3 separate regions of the Mus musculus genome follow, and regions 1 and 2 are each linked to region 3. The links are chromatin contacts, called in public promoter capture Hi-C maps. All regions are on one chromosome and are shown on one strand. The core of a region is the stretch at or near the end of the contact, and the rest is flanking DNA. Distances in the headings are between cores, read along the strand shown. Region 1 has its middle 22 kb from the start of Man2a1. Region 2 holds the start of Man2a1 (mannosidase 2, alpha 1). Region 3 holds the start of Vapa (vesicle-associated membrane protein, associated protein A).

The links. Promoter capture Hi-C pulls out the DNA fragments that hold promoters and counts their contacts. Capture Hi-C pulls out chosen DNA fragments and counts their contacts.
Region 1: a promoter capture Hi-C map of hippocampal neurons shows a contact between it and region 3, with 2.9 times the contacts expected there. The contact joins the enhancer-like site here to the promoter of Vapa in region 3. A contact is called at or near these places in 2 of 39 promoter capture datasets (hippocampal neurons and pre-B cells) and 5 of 115 datasets of contacts at active chromatin or transcription factors (astrocytes, extraembryonic endoderm stem cells, large pre-B cells and 2 more).
Region 2: a promoter capture Hi-C map of liver shows a contact between it and region 3, with 2.5 times the contacts expected there. The contact joins the promoter of Man2a1 here to the promoter of Vapa in region 3. A contact is called at or near these places in 2 of 39 promoter capture datasets (cranial neural crest and pre-B cells), 3 of 484 Hi-C or Micro-C datasets (all in embryonic stem cells), 12 of 115 datasets of contacts at active chromatin or transcription factors (the SCID.adh cell line, astrocytes, embryonic forebrain and 7 more) and 2 of 9 other capture datasets (embryonic stem cells and liver).

What each region holds. Positions count from the first base shown.
Region 1 is chr17:64,578,415-64,581,830 of GRCm38.p6, reverse strand. No RefSeq gene overlaps it. Among named protein-coding and RNA genes, the nearest start is that of Man2a1, 22 kb to the left of the region's middle. Within about 2 kb of position 1,915, at least 48 of the 459 cell types and tissues checked have an H3K27ac peak or open chromatin away from gene starts, as enhancers often do. A contact at or near this core is called in hippocampal neurons and pro-B cells, where this site is marked.
Region 2 is chr17:64,599,294-64,603,120 of GRCm38.p6, reverse strand. Man2a1 (mannosidase 2, alpha 1) reads right to left here and starts at 1,472. Exons shown (of 22, transcript NM_008549.2): 1 at 1,251-1,472. The coding sequence starts at 1,385.
Region 3 is chr17:65,611,777-65,615,192 of GRCm38.p6, reverse strand. It overlaps Vapa (vesicle-associated membrane protein, associated protein A), which reads left to right and starts at 1,638. Exons shown (of 6, transcript NM_013933.3): 1 at 1,638-1,973. The coding sequence starts at 1,895.

The DNA.
Region 1 (3,416 bases), core at 666-3,165, 1.0 Mb after region 3:
AGAGAGATGCAATACACCAGCTATGTGTTGCCCCTCATACAACAAGTGACTTGGGCAAGGCTCCATGATATATTTCTTTCAGAAGCTGAAATAAGCCAAAGATATTCACTAACCACAGAAGAATTTTTCTTCAGGACCCCAAGTTTTTCCAGAAAATTATTCAAGTAAGAGCATTTGTGGTGGTTGTTGTTTTCTGCAATATGATCAAGCTGACCGAAAACATGGGTGCCCTACAGCAATCTACCCCAAGCAAACCATCTCCATGAACTCCCCCCACCCCTGCACCTCCCGAAGATCACCTTGATATGTTGGAAGAGATTTTCTAACTGAACACAGGTAATATGTCAGTGGCTCAGATCTCAAGATAAAATGCTCCATTCACATCGAGCAGCGATTAAATACGCAGGGCATGAAATAAGCAGCAAGCTTGGCTTCGAAGCCATCTTGCAAACTGTATGCCATCCAAGTCAGACCATATGCCTTTAAATCTAGATGGCTTCGTCTCCAAGAGAAATCTAGCTGCTGCCTCAGCACCAGCATGGCAGGAGCCTTCAGCTGAGGGAGAGAGGCAGTTCAAGGCAGCCTGAGAAATGCCTGCTAACAGGTGTGCCCGCATAACAACTAACAACTAACAACTCTTAGCCATCTCATTTGGGATGACTGTTCTGTTCAGTCAACAAAAACCTTCAAACTGGCAGCTCAAACCAACGTTGCCCTTAAGTAGCTCACTGTGACATCTGGGGTAATCTTTGTCTAGGAAACTTCACCACTACTTTTCCCCCTGACCTCTTCAAAAAGAAAACTCCTCCAGTTGGCATTTAGTCGAGGCTCTGCCCCACAGTTACCTGGCAACATCCAGGTGTGCCTGACTCACTATAAAGGGGGCTGCTTGCCCCTCCTCTCTTTCTTGCTGTCCTCTTACTCCTGTTCCCCCCTCCTCATCCTCCTCCCCCCACCTCTCTCCATGTGTTCATGGCCAGTCTCTCTCTCTCTCTCTCCTCCCCCCCTTCTCTCAGATCCCCTCCCCATACCCTGAATAAACTCAAATCTGGAAGGGATGCCTCAGCATGGGCCAGCAGAGGCACCCCCTTCCCCCACACCTTATAGCACCTCCACCAAACATATTCCTTCTCTGCTTATCTTTTTATAAAACACAACACCACACACACACACACACACACCCCTACTCCACATAGGGACGGGCCTACCCCTGTGCCTGACCCCTAAGCATAGGGTGCAGGCCAGCCATGAACATGTGACAAGAAGACCAATCTGAGCCCAGATACGAGAGGGAGTCTTTCACCCTTGGGATTAACTGAGTTAGGAGAGTGGGACCACGAGTATTCTGGTGGTCTTCTTCCCATCAGATGAGGCGTTTCAGTGGACAAACACCATCAAGAATGGAAAGGAAAAAAAATGACTGGGAGGGAGGGAATGGGGGTGAGTGCAAAACAGAGTCCCAAGGGCACTGCAGAGCTCCCAAGCCTGTTGGTAGCTCAAGTATCCGGATGAGCCAAAGATGAGTTAAACAGCTCCTGGCAACATAGGAGAGGCTCAAGAAATGTTACCAATAGTCCACTGTTTGTTCTCCTTGTTTGATACATTAAAGCCATCCTATCTTGTCTCTCTCTTAGCAAAGCCAGTGAGACAGAAGGGAAGTAGATAGGCCTGCTGTCCTACCTCAAAGCAGAGCTCCCCCGAGTCTCATAGATGGTGGCTGTAGCCCAAAACATCTTGTCCCACTGTGCTCACACACTCAGACTCACACACTGGTCCCACCATAATCAAGGAAAACGTTTCGGTTTTGTTTTTTTTTTTTAAATGACACCTCATTTCCTGGAAGAGGAAGGAAAAGAATTAGTTAAACCCGAAAGTGGAAACCGCGGCAGGAAGTGGGTTACATAAGCACTTGACAGGCATGTGGTTTTCTAAGGCTATGAAGCGCCAATCTGTGCTCACTTGGCTGTTGGCCAGCCGCACCATCCTAGGAAGCAGGCAAACTAGAGTGTTAAAAATACAAAATTTATCAACTTGACAGTGTTGAACCTCATGAAAACAAGAGATCGTGGCAGTAATTAGTGTTAAATATTAATTGTGATTTAAAATTCAATTACTATAGGACAAGTGAGACCATCATTAATGATGGTGTCTGCAAAATATACATCTTGTCACCTCTATACATTTGGGCAGATAAACCATTTGCTTGTACAATAAATGCTATTGGTTGATGATCCAATTCGGTTATTTTTGTCATACAATCTGTGTGGTACAAAAGTCTTAAAGGTAATTCCTAAGATCTTATGTTTGTGATATTTTCAGACTCAATAAGCAATGCCATAAAACTATACAATTTAGAACTGAAATGGATCTTACAGGCAAAAGAAACTAAGGTGGAGAGAGGATTAATGTACTGGGAAATGGCAGGGCTGGGACCTCACGTCGTGTGTCCTTGATTTCAGCTGGACATCTCTCTTTTATACCCTATCTCGAATAAGCCATAACACAGAACATTAGTGACCTAGAGGAAAAGATTCCTAAAGTCAACTTGTCTAACTTGTTCATTTACAGGTAAAAAATGGGGCTCAGAAAATGAGGTTCCTGAAAAGGAGCCAAGCTAAAAATATTGATTTCTACAACAGTGTAGAAACATGTTCATCAAAAGGCACAAAATATCCCACCATTTAATTTCTGCAAGAGTGGGGGGGGGGATGACAAATACCCCAGCATTCCTAGGAAATTCCTAGTGATTTGCCAGGCCAGTTAGGAAGATTTGTGAGAGTCACAGAGTCTCACAGTCAAGCAAGTGCATGATCGAATATAAACAGCTGAGCTAAAAACTAGAACCTCCCACAGGCTTTTGGTGTCTTCCTTTTTGTCCATACCCACTTAGATATAGAGACTGCAGCTATTTCTGAAAGTAAAACTTGCCTGGCTTCAGCTAAATAAATAAATAAAAAACAAACAAATAAATAATAAATGTTCTTAAATAGCCCAAAATATCAAGTTCCCATTCTGGTTGAAGCTCTTAATAGTTCTGCTCTGGGGCTGTGGGGTTAAACTCTGCGTTTATCTGTGCATCTCTGCCTCTTTCCATTTCCATATAGGATATGTGTGACAAGTGGAGATTCCCGAAGACAGTCTCAGCTCCCTCCACCCCACCTCCTCTCCCCACTCCTCCCACCCCCGCCTCTGAAAATTAGTGGAGTTAAGTCATTCTATCTAAAGAAGAGAAGGAAGATTAGAAGCAAGCCCAAGAGTTGCCTGTCCGCCTACAGGAGAACATTAACATTGTTAATGTGTTGGAGGCTTGGCTTGACTCCCCAGGGAAATGGTTGGTAGAGGCAGAAAATGTTTCAATCCTATCTTAGCCAGGGGGAAGGGCATACTGGTTACTGTTTGTTTTATCTTGTTTTCCT
Region 2 (3,827 bases), core at 223-2,722, 1.0 Mb after region 3:
GGGGGAGAAAGGTACATTTAACTCCAAAATTAGAGAGCATGTGGGACAAAGCTCAGATCTCCCGGGCCCTGGCTGCCAGTTTACTCCAGCCTTTGCACAAGGCCGGTGCAAACTCCCAAGTTCAAAATTTAAAGGCAGCAGAGAGCATGTGTTATATATTTTCTCTCTGTGCTCTATAGGGGAAGCAGAAGCTGTAAACATTTGGAAACATCTGTCTGTGGCCAGCTTTTTATTTCCACACTTCTAAAAGAAAAAAATACTTCTAGTGCTGTGTACTAATGACAGAATCCGCAAGTCCTCGTTCCGATTTCATTAAATTCCCACCAAGCCATTGACCCTGGCATATCAGAAGAAATGGCAAGGGCTATTTCCAGTCATTTAAACTGTCATATTAAAAGAAAAAAAAAGGCAAAACATCAGCCTTATTCGGGTAGGTTGTAGATTGCTCTGGTCAACTAGTTGTTAGCTTGTCAACACTTGGATTCTTCGGATTTCTCCACACATCTGCTTCTACTAAAATGTATGTGTGTCAACAGAGAAAAGCCGTAAAGGCCACTCTCAATTGCTACGTGGTCACCTCCCACACAGAACCTATTGCATCCATTTCTTGTTATTTGCTAGTAACTTTTCCTGAAAGACTTCGGGTGGGTCGTTTGTTCAACTCCTCTGCCAGCTGGACCACCCCGCAGAGAACTGAGCGCCGCACAGCTTCCAGTGAGAGAATAACAGGCGCTTCCCCACTCTGCTCCAAACCAACCCGAGGTAACAGCTGAAGCATGACGACACTAAAATCAACCCTACTATCCATATCTCAAAGGGCTGCAACAGGAAATAAACTTTTTTATCTCTTAAGAGACAGTGAAAGGGAAAGGGGTCAGAAACAGAAATCTGCCTAGGTGGGCTGTGTTTAATCAATTTCCGCGCCTCGGTGCGTTCAGGGATCTGGGCGGCCTCTGGCAGCTTTAACCCTGAGCTAGCTTAGGGGCGACACTCACACCGGTTCCCCACCAGCAGGTGGCCGAGCCCACTTCCACAGGCCCGGGTGCAAATGTGGGAATATGTCCTCTTTTGCCCGGTGCCAAGGCTGCCACCGCATGACGCCCAGCACTTTGCAAACTCAGCGGTCCGAAACCTCAGCAAGCCGGATGAGGCTCTGCCGGTCGTCGGGTGCGGCCTCACCCTGCCCCGGTGCCGAGAAGTGCGAGCCCCGGGACCAGCCCTCCAGCTTGCGCCCGCCACCAGGTGCTTACCTGCGGAAAGGAGCCCTCCTGGCGCGGGCCCCGAGGGTAGTCCAAGTGACCCCTGTCCAGCATCAGGTAGAGTGAGAAGATTACGACGCAGAAGATCGCGCTGCCAAACACGGTGAACTGGCGACTTAACTTCATTTTCCTCGATGGACTCGGGGCCAGGACGCGGTCCTCACCCGAAGGAGGCAGAAGACTGAGGACTCCAGCCGGCGATCGCCGAGGGCTCCCTGCTCCCGGCCGCACACCCTTCGCGCGCTACGGCGCGGGTCCCGGCTGCGCTCCGCACCTCGTCTCCGGAGCCACCACGCGCCCTCGGCCTACGCCCTGGCCCGCTGCCCTCCCCAAGGCCGGCCGTCCCTGCAAGGCAGACTCCTGGAGAGCAAGGCAAAGGTCCCCACAAACTTGCTTTCCTGCAGGATAGCGCTACCCGGTAGGGCGGTCGGAGCAGTCAGAGGAGAGGTCTCTGCCCGACTTCCTGCCACGGGCCGGCACGACTGAGTCGGCAGGAAAAGTTTTCTCGACAAGGGCAGGCGTGTCCTCCGCGCCCAGAGAACGCGCGGGTTCCGCGGCTCCGGGGCCGAGTGTGCGGCGCTGGGAGCAAGGAGCGCGCGGAAGAAGGAACTGGACCTGGAGGCGCCGTGCCCCACAACTTAGCGCCGGGACACCCAGGCCCACCCCCGCCACACCGCCCCCGCGTGCCCGCCGAAGAACCCCTTCCTGCCGCGGCTACTGCGGGGGCCCGACCCGGGTGCACCCTGTGCGCCGGAGCGCTGCAATCCAGGACTTTCCTCGGCGTGTGCGTCCGATCCCCGGCCTCTCCCGGCCCCCGCCGCCCCTACCTTCCCCCTCGCGGGCCCGGGCTGCACGCGGAGGGCGCAGGGGGCGGGCAGCGCCGGGAGGAGGCAAGCCGAGGGAGGAGGAGAGGACCGTCCCCGGAGAGGAGCCCGCTCCAGCTGCAGCCGTGGAGCACCCCCTCCTTCCCGCCCCGAGAACGCGGAGATGGCGGCGGCAGCCGCGAAAGGAAGAGCCGGTTCCCCAGCGCCACTCGGCGCTCCTGTACCGCCCGCCACGAGCCGGAGGAGACGGCGGCGGCGGCAGCGGCGGCGGCGCAGCGGCCGTTGGGTCAATAGGCGCCCGCAGCCCTGGAGCTGGGCAGCCGGCTGGCCCCGCCCCCTCCCGACGCGCCGGGATGAGGGGGCGGGCCCCCTGGCGCCCAATCACAGCGCGCCGCCCGCCAGGCCCGCCCAGCGCCTGCCTCACTGGGCCCTGACAGTAGGAAGACCTCAAGAGGCTTCAGTGACAAGGGAGGCGGCTTTGCAGGAATTGAGGCCAGCAGAGAGGTGCCTCCAGGGCTCCAGCAGCCTAAGGTCCAGAGCGACAGTGGTTCATTCCCCAGATTCCATCCTCTTGTCGCGTCTTCTATCCTGGAACGCCCAGATCAGCCTGCCTTGGAAGGGTCTGTGCAGGGCTGGAAGGGGAGGTAGACAAGAAATCTGAGGAGCCTAAAAAGGACTCATCTTTTCCTCTTGCTTTTGGCGACATCCTGGTGAAACCAGGGGAAAAGGGAGGCTGACAAAGCCTCTTGTAGGCAGATGTAGACATCTGGCGACAAAATCTAGTAAGAGGGGGATCTAAGAAATGCCTGTACCCACTATTGAATTATGGTCTCAAGCTCCAAATTCGCCCTTTTCCACTACTCTGTGAAAATGAATCTGGGCCTTTTAAGGAGGTTTCTCTTCACCCTTCTGGGACACTGTGTCAGTAGAGGGTGCTGAAGAGACATTACAGGAAATAAAGGAACTTGCTTCCTGGTTCTAGTACATCTGATAAGCAGTTTCTCCTAGCATTCCTGACTTTTTCAAGTACAGAGCTCCCCCCTGGCCAACAGTTCTGTAATGGTGTTGGTCGTGGATACTTTCCTGGCACCCTGTTAACAATGTATAGCAAGTTCGGGAACAGTATCAGAGTGATGCCTGCTCTTCAATTAACCATACTGCTGTCTCCATAAGGTCTGTCTCTTAGCCCTTGACTGGATGGGAAACCCATCTTTTGGGGGCCCTTTATCAGTCCAAGAGGTAACTATAAGCCCTGCTCTCCACAGTTGCTGTCTATAGTCTTTCTGGTTTTCTTCTTGCTAGGAAATTCTTGGTTATTTAACTCCCTATTAAAGTTAAGAATTAGTTTTACTAAGCCCTCCGTGTCCAGGAAGTAGTCCCAAGAGAGACCCATAAAGACGGATTTAAAGGTCAGATCGGTTGACTTTCGCCTCAAGCTCCTTGCCAACGGAAAATAGAATGATAATTTGGGTCATGAAGAGCATCACAGTTAATTAAGCCATCACCTGTGGTTGATTCTGATGACGTGCCAATGGAGCGAGTACATGGGGACTAGGTGACATCAACGAAAGTGACTAAATAACAATGGTGGTGGTAGGCATTGGAGTGCTTGCGAATGCTTATAAGAAAAATGGCAAGTCCCTGTCTATCAGCTATCCTTAAGGTATGAGGATCAAAGCGATTCCTCTTGTAGCAAGGAGAATTCTATAACTGAAGATCAAATGTTCTACTTTGGTTTTAGAGC
Region 3 (3,416 bases), core at 389-2,888:
CTTCATTAAAAAAATCACACGAAAATTTTGGCTGGTGATTGGGATAGAATTTCCAACTATTTTTGAAATGTTTCCAAATCTATTTTTTTGCCACTTTGCACTAGGTATTTATATAAAATGATTCTCAGCATTGGTAATTATAAAATCAAAATAGCAATCAATTACAAAAAAAGTTGACAATGTTGTGTTTAGCAATATCAAATATTCAGCCAAGAATAAATAATTTTTACGTAGAGATGAACAAGGAAATCCATCTCGTTTGCATACAAGCTTGCTTTTGTCTTAAATGGATTTTTGGTCTGCTTCTTTTCAAAATTCATTTTTTAGGTTAGGATACAAAGTAAGCATTCAAAGAAAGAAAACAAACTTTTTTTTTTAAACGACCAATGTTTGCTTTATACCACTATTATATCCTATATACCTCGAGTGGCATGAAAGTTTTTCAGGTGTCGGGGCGGCAAGTTGAAAAAGTCTAATTAGCTGTATTCTAGACTGCTCATTTCGACATTTACTTCCAAGCAATCTAGAGTGCCTTTTCGTGGCAGAAGCATGAATATGTGCTTTGTTTCGCACGGAGCTTCCTAGAGATTTAAATTCAAGCAGCACCATAGGACACAATAAAGGTTTTTACAGCACATCCATTTGTTTTGTTTGCTCTTCCCGTCCCTGGATACCCTGGCAAGGGGCTGAATATCTGTCAGCAACTTGCTTGGCATTTTTTTTTTTTTTTCTCATTTGGTACAGGCTCTCCTAAGTGATACAGATAAAATTCGTCCCTAGCACGAGAATGTGGCAAACAGATTTGGGTATGAGTTTGAAGTGAACCACACTGTAGATACAGCACGTGAACTCCACGCTGTAGGAACAGAGATTTCGTTTCTACCCTTGTAGAGAAACTGTGCCTGGCACAGATTTCCCCTGGAACTCGTTCGCTTGTGAGCGAGATGTGTTTCCTTTGGCTGGGCAGGAGGGAGATGGGGAGGAGGCAGTCTTGGAACAGCAGGCAGAACGGAGCGCACGTTCGCTGAGGGCGGAAGGAATCCCCAGCAGACCAGAGGGACACGCCCTGCCGCTCTCCCAAAGGGCGGTCTCTCCTGGGATGCCTGGCTTCCAGGCAGCCTGCAAAAACCCTTCTCTTTTCCAGGGCAGACAAGACGCCCTCGGCGAGCCAAAAGCCGCGTCAGCGGCCCCACCCACTCGCCTCCAACGGACCCAGGTCGCCTTCCCGGTTCCCAGCAGCCACCGCGGAGGCGCCGCCCGCACAGGGCATGCTGGGAGTCGAGGTACCCGGCGCTTCATGACTCTCTTCCGTTCGGAATTCCACTTGGAACGCCGTGAGGTAGCGTCGTAGTCGGCGCTCCAGCCCCGCACTCGCAGCTCCAGGGCCCCAAGAACGACACCCCCTTCCCGGGGCGCCGTGCACCGCGTCTCCCCGCAAAGAGCCCCGCTCCGCCCCCCCGACCCTGCTCTACGGAGATTGACAGCGGCGCGGCGCCCGGAGCTGCGGCCAAGTCGGAGGTGCGCAGGCGCACTAGCTCAGCGTTGACCCCTCCCACCCCCCAGTTAGGCCCGGAGGGCGGGGCCAGCACGAGGGCTCCAGGCCGCGGGGGCGCGCACGTAGGCACGTAGGGCCCGTCACGTGGGGCGCCGAGGATCGCAGTGCGCGTGGCCGCGGCGGCTGGTGTGGGGTTGAGTCAGTTGTGACACCCGGAGCTGCTGAGCGGACAGGCTGCCCTCGGGACCCCCGCGGCCCGGCAGCAGGCGCGGAGCTTCGGGAATCGTGAGCCTGGCCCCGTCCTAGAGCTCCGCGGAGCCGGCGCCGCCACCGTCCCCTCGCCCCCGCCAGCGAACCGCCGCCGCGGGCGCGCCCCCGCTCTGCGCTGCGCTGTCTCCTATGGCGTCCGCCTCCGGGGCCATGGCGAAGCACGAGCAGATCCTGGTCCTCGACCCTCCTTCAGACCTCAAATTCAAAGGTAGGCTGGCTGGGACGCTCCGGAGCGGAGCTGAGGCTGGGGCTGGGGCTGGCGGGCGGCGGCGGGGTGGCCGGGCCGTGCTCCCCTCCCCCACGCCCCGGCCGAGCGTCGGAGCCGCGGCCCCGCTGCGTCCCTCGGCCCCGCGCCTCGCCGTCCGCCGCTGCCGGGCCGGGCCGGGCCGGGCTGGGCTGCGCTGCGGAGGGGAGGGGAGGGAGCCGCCGGGCGCCGCGGAGGGCTCCGCCGCCATCTTGCGGCCCCGCGGGGGCGCCGTGGGAGCCCGCCCGCGCCTTGCCCGCCGGCCCGCATGGCGTCCTTGCCCCAGGGGCGGCCGCGGCGCGGCGCGGTGCGGTCGGGCGGTGCGGGAGGGCGACTGGGAGCCGGAGCTCCCTAGTCGGCGGGCGCCAGTGGGCGCCGTTCGGCGGCTTTGGGCAGGCGCGGTCCGCCGCGGGCGAGGAGGCGTTCACGGTCGCGGCCTCGCCCGGAGTCTTTCCCGGTCAGGTGCGGGACTCTGGCTGAGCCGGGAGACCAGGCAGCAGAGTCTCTGGCTGGGACTGACCCCGCGTGTTGGCACGGCCCCCAGGCGCGCGGCAGAAAGCTGTGCGTCAGCTGGGGCATGCATGGTCAGAGGTTAATGGTAGTGGGTCCCTTGTGTCAGCTCGGATTGTCCCTAGGTACGGAGGACCCAGTCCTTGAGTGCACACTGTCTTTACTGAAGAATTCTTTCAGCGTTTGTGACCCGCTTACGCTTGCGGTTTCCCTGCGTATCCCGAGAAAGCTGCTAAGGTGCCACACAGCTCTGGAACTGTTGACTTTGGAGCATTGACTGTGATAGACAGTGGCTTGGTGATTCTTGTTCAGATCCAAGGCGGTTTGCCTTCTCAGTGTGTAGGAAACGAAACGTTACACAGAACAATTTACTTTATTTTAAGGAGAACCAAAAGAATGGAGCTAAAGAGAAAACGTGATCCTTCCTATCTTTAAATGTAAAGTGCCCCCCTCCCCCCCCCCCGAAAGTTAATACCTTGCGTTTTAATTTCAGGAACTGATGAAAACAATTTTCCTTAGGCGCACATCGATTCCAGTACTAAGAGAAAAAGTAAACCCATTAATAGTAGTGTAAGAGTTAGTCCAAATGAAAATAGCTGAATTGTCCTTGTGGGAACAATTTAAAATAGTTCCAGACACTTAAAGATTTTATATCTTAAATAGTTTTAGGGCTTATAAACATTGGGTATTCTGCTAGTCACATGCCCTGCAGGTGTTTCAGTACATTCACAAGTTTCTCTTTACTAGACAAGAACTTGATTGTGATTTTAAGGCAGCTCTAATATCTTTGGAATTGGGTCGTGAACCACACTTATAATCCCGGCATTCTGGAAGTCCAGAAACCATCCAAAGTTTGAAATCAACCCGGGCTACAAGGGAGACACTAGACAGTGTCTC